Regions from separate parts of the Sus scrofa genome. Here all the other regions are linked to region 1. The links are chromatin contacts, called in public HiChIP or PLAC-seq maps. All regions are on one chromosome and are shown on one strand. The core of a region is the stretch at or near the end of the contact, and the rest is flanking DNA. Distances in the headings are between cores, read along the strand shown.

What was found. HiChIP or PLAC-seq counts read pairs in DNA pulled down with a chosen protein or histone mark.
Region 2: an H3K27ac HiChIP or PLAC-seq map of skeletal muscle shows a contact between it and region 1. The contact joins the promoter of CDC123 here to the enhancer-like site in region 1. A contact is called at or near these places in 1 of 5 promoter capture datasets (fetal skeletal muscle), 5 of 47 Hi-C or Micro-C datasets (embryonic fibroblasts, fetal skeletal muscle, heart right ventricle and 2 more) and 1 of 2 datasets of contacts at active chromatin or transcription factors (skeletal muscle).
Region 3: an H3K27ac HiChIP or PLAC-seq map of skeletal muscle shows a contact between it and region 1, with 6 times the contacts expected there. The contact joins two enhancer-like sites.
Region 4: a contact with region 1 is called in an H3K27ac HiChIP or PLAC-seq map of skeletal muscle. The contact joins two enhancer-like sites. A contact is called at or near these places in 13 of 47 Hi-C or Micro-C datasets (embryonic fibroblasts, fetal skeletal muscle, heart right ventricle and 6 more) and 1 of 2 datasets of contacts at active chromatin or transcription factors (skeletal muscle).

The regions. Positions count from the first base shown.
Region 1 is chr10:59,372,959-59,375,760 of Sscrofa11.1, reverse strand. All of the region lies in intron 1 of CAMK1D (calcium/calmodulin dependent protein kinase ID), which reads left to right. Among named protein-coding and RNA genes, the nearest start is that of CAMK1D, 80 kb to the left of the region's middle. Within about 2 kb of position 1,315, at least 24 of the 83 cell types and tissues checked have an H3K27ac peak or open chromatin away from gene starts, as enhancers often do. A contact at or near this core is called in embryonic fibroblasts, fetal skeletal muscle, liver and 2 more, where this site is marked.
Region 2 is chr10:59,764,369-59,767,145 of Sscrofa11.1, reverse strand. CDC123 (cell division cycle 123) reads left to right here and starts at 1,525. Exons shown (of 13, transcript NM_001243823.1): 1 at 1,525-1,892. The coding sequence starts at 1,819. NUDT5 (ADP-sugar pyrophosphatase) reads right to left here and starts at 1,702. Exons shown (of 10, transcript XM_003482836.4): 1 at 1,289-1,702.
Region 3 is chr10:59,719,241-59,722,136 of Sscrofa11.1, reverse strand. CDC123 (cell division cycle 123) reads left to right here. Exons shown (of 13, transcript NM_001243823.1): 11 at 2,167-2,295; 12 at 2,642-2,779. Among named protein-coding and RNA genes, the nearest start is that of NUDT5, 45 kb to the left of the region's middle. Within about 2 kb of position 1,401, at least 2 of the 83 cell types and tissues checked have an H3K27ac peak or open chromatin away from gene starts, as enhancers often do. A contact at or near this core is called in skeletal muscle, where this site is marked.
Region 4 is chr10:59,740,187-59,743,080 of Sscrofa11.1, reverse strand. All of the region lies in intron 6 of CDC123 (cell division cycle 123), which reads left to right. Among named protein-coding and RNA genes, the nearest start is that of NUDT5, 24 kb to the left of the region's middle. Within about 2 kb of position 1,405, at least 10 of the 83 cell types and tissues checked have an H3K27ac peak or open chromatin away from gene starts, as enhancers often do. A contact at or near this core is called in embryonic fibroblasts, liver, retroperitoneal adipose tissue and 1 more, where this site is marked.

The DNA.
Region 1 (2,802 bases), core at 66-2,565:
ACCCAACTAGCATCCACGAGGACGTGAGTTCAATCCCTGGCCTCCCTCAGTGGGTTAAGGATGTGGTGTTGCCAAGCGCTGTGGTGTAGATTACAGACATGGCTCAGATACAGCGCTGCTATGGCTGTGGTGTAGCTGGTGGCTACAGCTCCGATTGGACCCCTAGCCTGGGAACCTCCCTATGCCACAGGTGTGGCCCTAAAAATACAAAAAGACCAAAAAAAAAATCCACTCGTTGAACTTGGCAAACAAGCCTCCGCTCACATGCCCCAGTCTACCTCATTGATTTTTCTTCGTCACACCCATCTGCCTGAGCACTCTGTCCCAACACGGTCCACCTCACTCTTCTGTGTCCTTACTAATGCTCTTCCCTCTCTGGATAATTCTTTTCCTTGTCTTTCTGTGCCTGGCAAACTTGCCAACATCTGGAGCACGTGTCAACTCCCCGGGCTGCAGTCCCGCCGAGTGCCTGGGCAGAGTGAGACCTTGGAGCAGAGGCAGGCTGTGTTTCTGTCGCCTGAGTCCGGCTCCCGGGCAGGAGGTTGGTCCTGCCGTACCCTGATGTTTACATACACATCTGTTTTCCCCTACTGGCCAGGGAGCCACTTGGTTTCAGGGACTCTGTTTTATTTATTTATCTTCCTGTCCCCCCTGCTTGGCCTCAAGTCCAGCACTGCTGGAAACTCTCGATGTTTGATGAAGTCTAGGTCTGTGAGTTTCATGCAAGTGTCCTGTTAATGATCGTGTGCCGTGATGCTCCTCCCAAGGCTCTTGCATGCAGTCAACTTGGAGAAACAGTGACGTTGACAGTAAGAGGTCCACCCCCCCACCCCCACCCCGCGTCCCCACCTGCAGTGCAGTCTCCTGCTGCGTTCATCGTGACATCTGAGAGGCTGTCTTGTTAAGACCAGCTGCTCTGTGTCTGTTCATCATCAAACCACATGAGACCTTCAGAAGCTTAGTTTGCCACCAGCCCCATCCCTAAACCCCATCCCCCCACACACCAAGAAAAAAGAGGAATGAGGCAAAACGACCAGATGGTGCAGCTGACTCCACACCCTTGTGAGATTCTGAACTGCCGGGCTTTGTTCCCACGGTAGACATTGCTTCTTCCTAAGGCTCCCGAGTTAACCAGCGTCCGTCCACACTGGGGCTGTGGCTGCCTTCTGATTTTGCATCACAAGATGAGACATCGCCCTGACTCAGTTCGCGAGTGCTTCGCTGGAGGCACCCCGCCTTGTGCCTCCCTCCACCCGGGGCCCTTCTTCTTTCTGCTTCTTTACCCTGCACACATTCTTGGCAGCTTTTCCCTGAGAGAAATCATTCTGCCAGGCTCTCTGCCTGCAAGAGTGTATTCCAGAGCGCTGGCTGCCCCCAGCCTCTAGTGAAATAGCAACTCCAACCCTGGGGACCTAGTGCTGTGTGTGTGACTTTAGCTGGGGCTTCAGGAGAATGACTCCCAAATGTGTGTGTATGTGTGTGTGTGTGTGTGTGTGTGTGTGTGGTGTGTACTTATATGTATATGCATGCTGCGTGTTTATCTGTGTGTGTACATGTATGTGGGTGTATGTGTACATATGAGCATGTCTCCTCACCCCTCCCTGTCTCTCTTGTTGCATTCTTGGCTTCTTCCTGGTCTTAACATAACTTTTTAAAAATTCTAAAGATGCCAAAGATTCGGGAAGAAGAACCTCGTTAGCATCTTGAGGAATAACTTTCTGAGGACAGGTCTTTGCATCTGAAAATATATTCATAATATGTTCAGTCTTCTCAGGTAGAATAAGGAAGAAACTTTGTGATTCACTTTTGTATTATTTAGTGCATTAGTTGCCTTTTTCCCTTTTTTTCTGTTTTCTTCTTTTTTTTTAGTGGCAGAACCTTTTTAAAAAAGTAAATTCTTTTTTTTTTTTATTTTCCCACTGTACAGCAAGGGGGTCAGGTTATCCTTACATGTATACATTGCAGTTACAGTTTAAAAAAGTAAATTCTTATACATATAGAGCCCCAATCTACACACAGGTGAGAAATGTAATATTTTATCAGCATGAGTGTGTAAGTCCCATTTTAGAACTTTGATTTATGACAGGTGCTGTCCAGGGGACACAAGTGAACACACTGACAGTTTCTACTGCTTTCTGCATTTGGTATCTATTACAGTTGGGTCTATGAAAGTTGTATTTCATGATGGTTTTTAAAATATTTGTTGAGAACCTGGTGGATTTGGGGGGAAGCCAGGTTGGAACGCACGGGTCCAAAGTGACCTCAGTGAAGTCTGGCCATGAGACTGAGATGCTTGGGGAGAAAAAAAAAAAATCTCCATGCCTTTCCTCTGAAAAGGGCGGTCACCTAAAATGCCCCCGCCGGGCTGTATATGACCTCAGCCTGGCCTGCGCTCCTTCGCCGTTGGCTGGCAGACCGTGGCCACCGCCTGGGCACATCAGCTGCTCTGCCACCCTCCCCTCCCTGCTTACCCTGTGTAATTGTTGGGGGCAATCCAGGTGGCCGCGCTTCTTCCAGCCCCTTATCCCACGCGGCACAATTGCTTCCTTGATTCCCCTTTAAACTCAGAATGGAAAGCTGGGTGAGTAGCAATTCATCTATGAGCACCATCTGTGAATAGTGTCGTTCCTGAGAATTTGCTCATAGCCGGTGCCCCTCCCTGGGTTATCATAATCTTTTATTAGCAGGACATCATAAAACCATAAACTCAGAACGGCCTCAGCATTTCACATCCATCTACCATGAAACTGCGATTGGGGGGTAGAGGGGGGAGCCACACATGGGTTGTCCACATCCTTGTAA
Region 2 (2,777 bases), core at 276-2,775, 390 kb before region 1:
TTGAAAAATGTTATGTTTCAAAGCATTGCTCTCAATGAATCCACTTAGCAGCATTTTTTGAGCATAACAAAAAAACATGAAACTGCATATTCTTGGAGGAGTGGGGTAATTTCTAATGCCTAAAGGGCAGGGGATCCTGCAGATATCCGAATGAATACCTTTCTAAGGAGGCCTGAGTACAGTGGGGTTCTCACCTCTTTCTAATTTAAAACGGGTTAGAATGGGCCAGTAAGAACGTGCGTACCCAAAATGTGCGTCTTCCGGCAGGCAAAGGTGCCTGGGAGAAGCCCAAAGCAGCCTAACTCTAAGGAGCAAGACTAGGTTTAAAAGGCGTTTTTCAACATCTAGTCATTTCTCCTCTCTTCATTTACAGAAATAAATGTGACTTTTTTTAGTACCCTACTTTCTCGTCCCCATCGGATACGCCATTATGAAAGGAGTAAGGAAGAACCGACGAGAGTGTGATAAGGGCCGAAAAAGAGGGGGAAACGTATGAAATTAAAAATTCGACTAGAATTCTTTTTCCTTTTTTTTCCCGTCCTTTAGGGCCGCACCCGCGACATACGGAGGGGTTCCCAGGCTAGGGGTCTAATCCGAGCTGTAGCTTCCCGGCCTACACCACAGCCACAGCAACGCGGGATTTGAGCCGCGTCTGCGACCTACACCACAGCTCAAGGCAACTGCCGGATCCCCAACCCACTGCGCGAGGCCAGGGATCGAACCGCAGCCTCATGGTTCCCAGTCGGATTCGTTAACCACTGAGCCACGAGGAAAACTCTTAGAATTTCTTACAATCTTATGAACCCAGCATGCACGAATACGGATACAATCTGGTCGTGTTTCTGCACGCTGCTACTTTTGCGAGGCTAGAATAAATGAACTTAACGCTCAAAAGGAGACACCCCTCTCCCCCTCTGTGCTCCCAATTTTTACCTCCTCCACTACCTCCAAAGTCGAGCTCCCCAGAGCCGTAAAGACGAGATCTTTTTCCTCTCTCTCATAACCTTCCCTCCAGGGCCAAGAGGGCCGTCCCTCCCTTTGCAGATACCCAAACGCTGCAATCAAGCTAACATTTCACCGTGATGTATCCTGTTTTCTGTACTCCGAGTAGCCCAGCTCTCCCAGCCCAGCCCCTGGTTTGTCTCTTAACCTGCTCTCCCTCCGCGCCTTGCGGGACGCGAGCCGGGTCCGCAGCCGGGGAGACGCGCGTGGCTGCAGGCAAGCTCCAGGTGTGCGCCCTCCTTCCCCCCAAAGAGACACTGCGCGTGATGGGCTCGCGCCCAGTTACCTCCTCCCAGGCGTGGGGCGAAGGGATGCGTACTCCTTTAGGAACCGGGAGGAACGCAGAAAGCACGGGTCCGAGGCAGTCGTCACCGAAGATGCTGCGCTACTGGGGAGCCACAACCGCGTCTCGCGGTGCAGAGAGGATGAGCGCTCGTTCCTCGCGGCACCCGTAGCACCCCCGCCGGTGACCTATAGCCTTAGATGATTACCTTCCGGGGCAGTGCGAGGCCGGACGAGAAGTGGAGCCGCCCACTGTTTACAATCTCGGTCTCGGCGCTTCCAGAATTCCTCTTCCGGGGCCAGAACTGTGTGCATGTGTGCGCGCGCGCGCGCGTGTTTATGCGGGCACGAGTGTACACTTAAAGGACGCCCCAAGGTGCTTTCTCTCCGCTTCCTTTTCGCTCCTTCCTCTTTGCCTAATAGACCGGAAGTGTCCCTGGACCAAACCAGCTCGGCGGGCACTTCCGGGACAGGCGACGAGGGTTCCGGGAGGGTTCTGGGAGGAGAGGGAGAGGCGGCGGCGGAGGCTGGAGAATGAAGAAGGAGCATGTGCTGCACTGTCAGTTCTCCGCGTGGTATCCACTGTTCCGAAGCCTTACCATCAAGAGGTGAGACTGGAGGGTTACGTCGAGGCGATGGGCGAAAGGGGACTGCGACGTTTGAGGCGAATCCTAGCTCTACCAAAACCTGCAGGCCTGGATGGGAGCGCCAGTGCCGAGATGTCGATTTCCTAGTGGCTTTTCGGGTCGGGAGGTGAATAAAATCGATCCGTACTTGCCGTGCGTCCAGTTGTGCGCCAGAGAGTGTTCTGGGAAGGTGGAAGGGCACGTCGTGGCTCCGTGAAGGTCAGAGGCGGGCTGAGGAGCGGGTGAAGCTAGTTTAGGCTCAGAAGTTCATTATCGCTGCTTTTAGAATTGCTAGAGCAGGCAGGTGATCTGCGAACTAAGTAGTCTAGGCTTTGCCGCTGACTAGCCCGTCTGCGGTCTTCATAGCTTTTGGGCCCCGTGAAATGAGAACAGTGATACAGACCCAGCCTCCGATTCTATTATGAAGCCCCAAAATGATAGTATATATGGGAAGCTTTAGTAGGGTATACTCTGTATCTTTAGGGATGGGAGCCATCTGGAAGAGGAGTGGAACAGTATTTGTTTTCTCGTTCTTTGGCCCACACAAGGTATCCATGCCCGGTTTGCAGGGCGGAGGATTAACTGTCTCATCCTTCACTCGGTCATTCAAGGTAATGTAGGCAAGGCAGCGGGAGGGTATCCCCAGATGTCCAAAAGCAGCCCTAACATCTGGAGCAGGATGCAAGGGTAGGGTTTCCCACACTTAGACGGATAGATCACAGAACTGCATATCCGTGGGTAGGATTTTCTGTATTTTGCCTACTCTCCTTTTAGGTCTAGCTTGCCACTAATTTAGATTTTACCCGTCCCTTCCTTTTCCTTCTTAGTGCAGAGAGTGTGAATACACAGAGGGAAACTTTTGAGATC
Region 3 (2,896 bases), core at 152-2,651, 350 kb before region 1:
CAGTGTTTGGTGCCTAGAGATAGATCTGGGGGCGTCAGGGGGCAGTCAGCAGGTATTAGAACAGTCAGCATGACCACTGCTGTTTCTCAGGGGCTGCCTAAAACCAGAATCTCTCAGGATGTCTTGTCCTGAAGTGTGACCTGAAAAGCCTGTTACAGGTATAAGATCCTCATCTTGACAGTTTTATGCCTGATTACAGCCGTAACTAGTTTGTTTTTCTTTAAACTGGAGTGTGGCGTCTGAACAACAGGACATATTCTGCCACCTATCAGTTTTTTTTCAATAATATGGCATATTTTTAGTTGGTAGAGCTAAATAGTCTGATGTAACAAGTGCGATAGTTTTCTTTCTTTTAAAAATGAGATGGTTTTCCAGATTATAAAAACTCAAGTAGGAAGGGTTTAAAGGTCAGAAAATACCAACATTGTTGGAATAACACCCCTTCTGTCAGAGCGCTCTGAGTAGTCACCCCAGAGAGCAAAGCTGACCTCACACCAAGGAGCAGACTGATGGCTGACCCTTAGCTCGCATCATCGGGAAGGTCCCAGCAGGTGCCACGCTGGAGAGCACATCTCAGGTGCCAAGAAGGGATTGCGGGGTCTCTCCTGGAGGCTGCAGGGACCACGAAACTTAGCCAAATGGTGTGTGGTGGAAACTTCCTCCACCGGTTCTTTGCCACATCCCAGATGTTTGTACTTTGAAGCGTGTCCTCAGAAGCGGTTGCATCTTTCTTACAATTTTCCTCCAGCCCAGACCAAAAACAGTGCTAGATCCTCGTCATGCTGGCTCGGCAGTCTCGTCCCTCAGGCATCTGTAATTTTACACATGCATGTCCGATCAAGACATGATTGCTGTATGTTTACAGAAAAAACTACCAACAACCCAATGGGACAGTTATCTGAATATCTCATTGAGAAAAATCCTTGGGAAGAGAAACGCTTTGAAGAGACATTTATCTAGTAGATGTCACGTACACCTCTGTGATCAAATGTGTTGGCTTTAATTTCCTGGCAGGATTTCAGCGTCCCCAGCTCCTTTATGGCAGCGCTCTGCCCCTTTGTACTCAGACGCGCTGTCTCTAAACTCCAGCCAGGGCAGAGGTGTTTTTTCCCTGGGGCTGAACCTATCACCTTGCCCATCGCTACTCCCAGGATAGGAGAGGGCGGTTGTTTCTTTTCAAGGTTGATGTGGTTTTTTTTTTTTTCATTTCCCTTTCATGTGCCATCAGGCTCTGTGATGCAGGGAAACCAGTTGTTACATTGAAATTAAAGATGGCTGAGCATTTTATTTTCTTTTGTATGTTTTTTAAAAAGTGGAATTCCTGCCGTGGTGCCCTGGTGCAGTGGGTTAAGAGCCTGAGGTGGAGGCCCTGGTTGCCGCTGAGGCTCGGTGTCAGTCCCTGGCCCGGTGCAGTGGGTTAAAGGATCCGGCATCGCTGCAGCTGTGGCATAATTGCGCCTGCTGCTCAGGTTCAGCTCCTGGCCTAGGAACTTCCATATGCTGTGGGTGTGACCATCAAACTTAAAGTAAGATTACATTTTAAAAAAGCAAGCCTTTGCAGCAGCCTCAACAGCATCAGGACTGGTGTGAGAACTGTAGGCGTCCTCATGACAGGTGGTTGAAGACACCGTTGAAAGCGCTCCCGTCCTGCTGCTTGGCTGGGACCCTCTTGGGAGCTTTCCCTTCTCCCTGCATGGACTGTGGTGTGGAATTCTCACGTGACTGGAGGCAGCTGTTGGCATGTCTGTCTTGGCTGGGGTCTCTGCCAGGTCTCTTCTCTGCCTTCACGGGCGCCTTCCCTTTGGGTCTGTGCCTCCTCGGTGTGAGACAGGTGGCCCCTTCTCAGATGGGCCTGCAAGCACTGTCTTTTGAAATAAGTGCCACCATATATATATATATATATATATATATATATATATATATATATGTATGTTTTTGTTTTTTTTGTTTTTTTTTTTTTTTTGCTTTTTAGGGCCGCACTCGCGGCATATGGAGGTTCCCAGGCTAGGGGTCGAATCGGAGCTGTAGCCGCCAGCCTGCACCACAGCCACAGCAGTGCGGGATCGGAGCTGCATCTGCAGCCTTGGGGTAGAATAAGATGATCTTTCTGACCAGCCAGATTGCAGGCCTTGTTTAATTTCACACGCGCTCCTCTCTGGACTGCAGGGGAAGGTGTGGCTGATTGATTTTAACCCATTTGGTGAAGTCACAGATGCACTGCTGTTTACTTGGGAGGAGCTGTTATCTGGGAGAAGCGTCAGAGGTGACTTGAGCGAAGGCGAAGCTCCGGAGCAGGTACATGGGTGGACACGTGCGCGATTGTTCTGTGGGCGCTCACACAGATGTCCTCGTGGACACCGGGCCGTGGCCATCAAGAAAGCTGTGCGGTGGCTTCATTCACTTAACTTGAAAGAAATGATAGATTTTTTTTCTGGTTAGTTTTCTTTGTCTTGGCCCCCCTGTCTTGCCCACGTGGGAGGATTCGGACCCTGGCTCAGTTCACGCATCCGTGTCTTCTGGCCCAGCCCCAGGGCGCTGCCCGGGGACGGGGCATGTTGCCCAGATGGGAGCTCGTTAGAGTCATGACCCTGACTTAAAAAGGGGCCTTTTCCCTGATTGTCCTTTGTTGTCCTTGGTCAAGGATGCTCCAACCTTCCGCTGCACCAACAGCGAAGTCACAGTGCAGCCGAGTCCCTACCTGAGCTACCGGCTGCCCAAGGACTTCGTGGACCTCTCAACGGGGGAGGACGCCCACAAGCTCATCGATTTCCTGAAACTGGTAAAGCTTGTGTGCACTCTGGACACCAGCCGTGTCTGCTTTCAAGTTAACTTTTTAATATTTCATTTCGGTCACATACCACATAGTCTTCCATTCGATGATTGGGAATTAAAGGGG
Region 4 (2,894 bases), core at 156-2,655, 370 kb before region 1:
CAACCCCTAGCTTGGGAGCCTCCATATGCCGCGGGAGCGGCCCAAGAAATAGCAAAGACAAAAAAAAAAAAAAAAAAAAAGAACCTAGTGTTGCTGCAGCTGTGGCTCGGATCTGATCCCTGGCCTAGGAACTCCATATCCTGTGGGGTGGCCAACAAAGAAAAGAGTACAGTTCTTTAAATTGGACAGGATCCTGTCAATGATGTAATCTGACTCTTCTGTCAGAAAATTGAGGCCTAGGAGTTCCCATCGTGGCTCAAGAGTTAACGAATCCGACTAGGAACCATAAGGTTGTGGGTTCGATCGCTGGCCTTGCTTGATGGGTTAACGATCCGGCCTTGCTGTGAGCTGTGGTGTAGGTTGCAGACACAGCTCTGATTGGATCCCTAGCCTGGGAACCTCCATGTACTGCGGATGCGGCCCTAGAAAAGACAAAAAAAAAAAAAGAGAGAGAGAGAGAGAAAATTGATGCCTAGATCTGTTCTGTAATTTGTTTCTATAAACTAGCTAATAGAACCAAAATCGGAATATAACTTCAATAATATTCTTCTAAACGTTCTCTGTATTTTCACTTAATAAAGTTGTAAATTCCTTTCCTAAATACTTCAAAGTAAAATATTATGGAATGAAATAAAGATAGGATATTATAGTATATAATAATATATATTATTATGTAACATTGTGAAAATTACATAAAATTATACTCTTGAGAGCTTGCTTCAATGCAAGAAAACAAGACGTTAGGATTACAGGTTAACAGAGGGCTAACTAAGAAGAATTTACACAGGTTTTTAAAAAGTACATTATTTAACAAGGAGTCTAGAGACAGGATATTTCTAGGGTTAATTCAGCATCTCATCGAGGGCACCAGGGACCAGGCTCTTTCAGTCTTTCCCTGTGTCATCCTTGGTTTATTGCCTTGGTATTTGAGTTCGTCACCTGACGGTTGTAAGGCGGCTACTGCTGTCACAAATATTGCGTGAAAGTGACAATAACTGCATCAAAAACAGAAGGGGTTCATTTGTTTCCACTCATTGTTCTCTGCATGTGAGCAAGCAGAGCTTTCTGGAAGCTCCCCAGGAGACTTGCAGAGAGGCTCAGGTCACACAGACAGGTTCTTAGCCTAATCTAGTAGTTGGCAGATGGAATAGAAATGCCATGATTGGCTTAGACCAGAGGCTCTCAAATTTAGCTTGCACCGGAATCATCTAGAGAATTTGGTAGAGCACAGATTGCCAGTCCCCACCCCCAGGGTTTCTGATTCGCTGGGCTGGGAGTCAGGCCCAAGAATATAATTTCTTACAAGTTCCCAGGTGATCCCGATGCTGGGGTGTAGGCTCACGCCTGGAGGACCGTGTGCTCAGAAGGACACATGCATCACATGCATTGCTGAGGCTCAGGGCCAGGTGTCCTCATGTGAGCAACCACCCTTCCGTTGGCAAGGGAGGAGGCTGGGACTAGCCAGAGGGGAGTCGGCCAGGACTGCCTGCTACTGCTGTCATCTGGCATGGGTAGTAAATACTCTTGTTTTTCCTGTTGTCAAATGGTTATTGCTTTAAAAAGTCGCAGTTGACATATGACACACTTAGCATAATCTGTCTGCATTAATACTTGCTGGAATGAATTATTTGCCTAGATAAGCATTCTTTGTGATTAGACTTACCGAATCAGCAGGCTGCTTTCACTAATTATGTTATCGATGAGGTGTCACTTCAGTAGCCCAGGACCAGAAAAAAAAACCAAAAACCTGGTATTCATTTGACATTTAGAAGGGCTGAGTGAGTGAAAAAATGAATCTGTTCCTTGTTTCTCTGAGAGGCTTATGACTAAGGAATAGAGTTACAAGAGGTCAGGAAAGTTCACGTGTCTTAGTAATCCAAGCTCAGCTATTAATATAATTTTTATACATTTTTTTATTACATTTTATACAGTTCTTATACATTTTTTAAGATTATCACAAAACTATTAATCCTAAAATTCAGCAGCAAACAGTTTGGGGAGTTAAATTTTGTACCTAAGTTGGACCTAACAGAACGTCTACCTTGTGATTTTTTTTTAAAGGCTTATTTGTTTATATATTTATTTTGTCTTTTTGCCATTTGTTGGGCTGCTCCCGTGGCATATGGAGGGTCCCAGGCTAGGGGTCTAATTGGAGCTGTAGCTTCCAGCCTACACCAGAGCCACAGCAATGCTGTATCCGAGCCGTGTCTGCGACCTACACCACAGCTCACGGCAACACCAGATCTTCAACCCACTGAGCAAGGCCAGGGATCGAACCCGCAACCTCATGGTTCCTAGTTGGATTTGTTAACCATGGAGTCATTTATTTAGATGATGATTTTCCCCCTTTAGATTGTTTTAATTTTATTGTATTTATTTTATTTTTTTAATTGAAGTATCGTTGATTTACAATGTTGTGTTAGATCATTATAATTTTGGATAGCACATTTTATCTCTTCTTGAAGAATTCTGCAGAAACTCAAATGAACACCCCCAGTCACCCTTGACTCAGTATCATTTCTTATCTTTCCTTTTCCGCCACCGGTGATAACGAAAGAAATGGATTCTGTACCCGAAATCTTATTTTGGATCCTGACGAGCAACATTTTTCTTTTTTATTTCTGCCCATGACTTAATTTTTTTTTCTTATATACTTAGGTACGGTGAGGTATGATGCCGTACCTTCCAACTTTTCAGGAAGGCTTGTGAGTGGGGATTGTGCCCTAGTAAATATCTGAACAAGGTGGCACTTTATTTTTTTATTTTTTTATTTTGTTGTTGTTGTTGTTGTTGTTGCTATTTCTTGGGCCGCTCCTGCGGCATATGGAGGTTCCCAGGCTAGGGGTCGAATCGGAGCTGTAGCCACCGGCCTACGCCAGAGCCACAGCAACTCG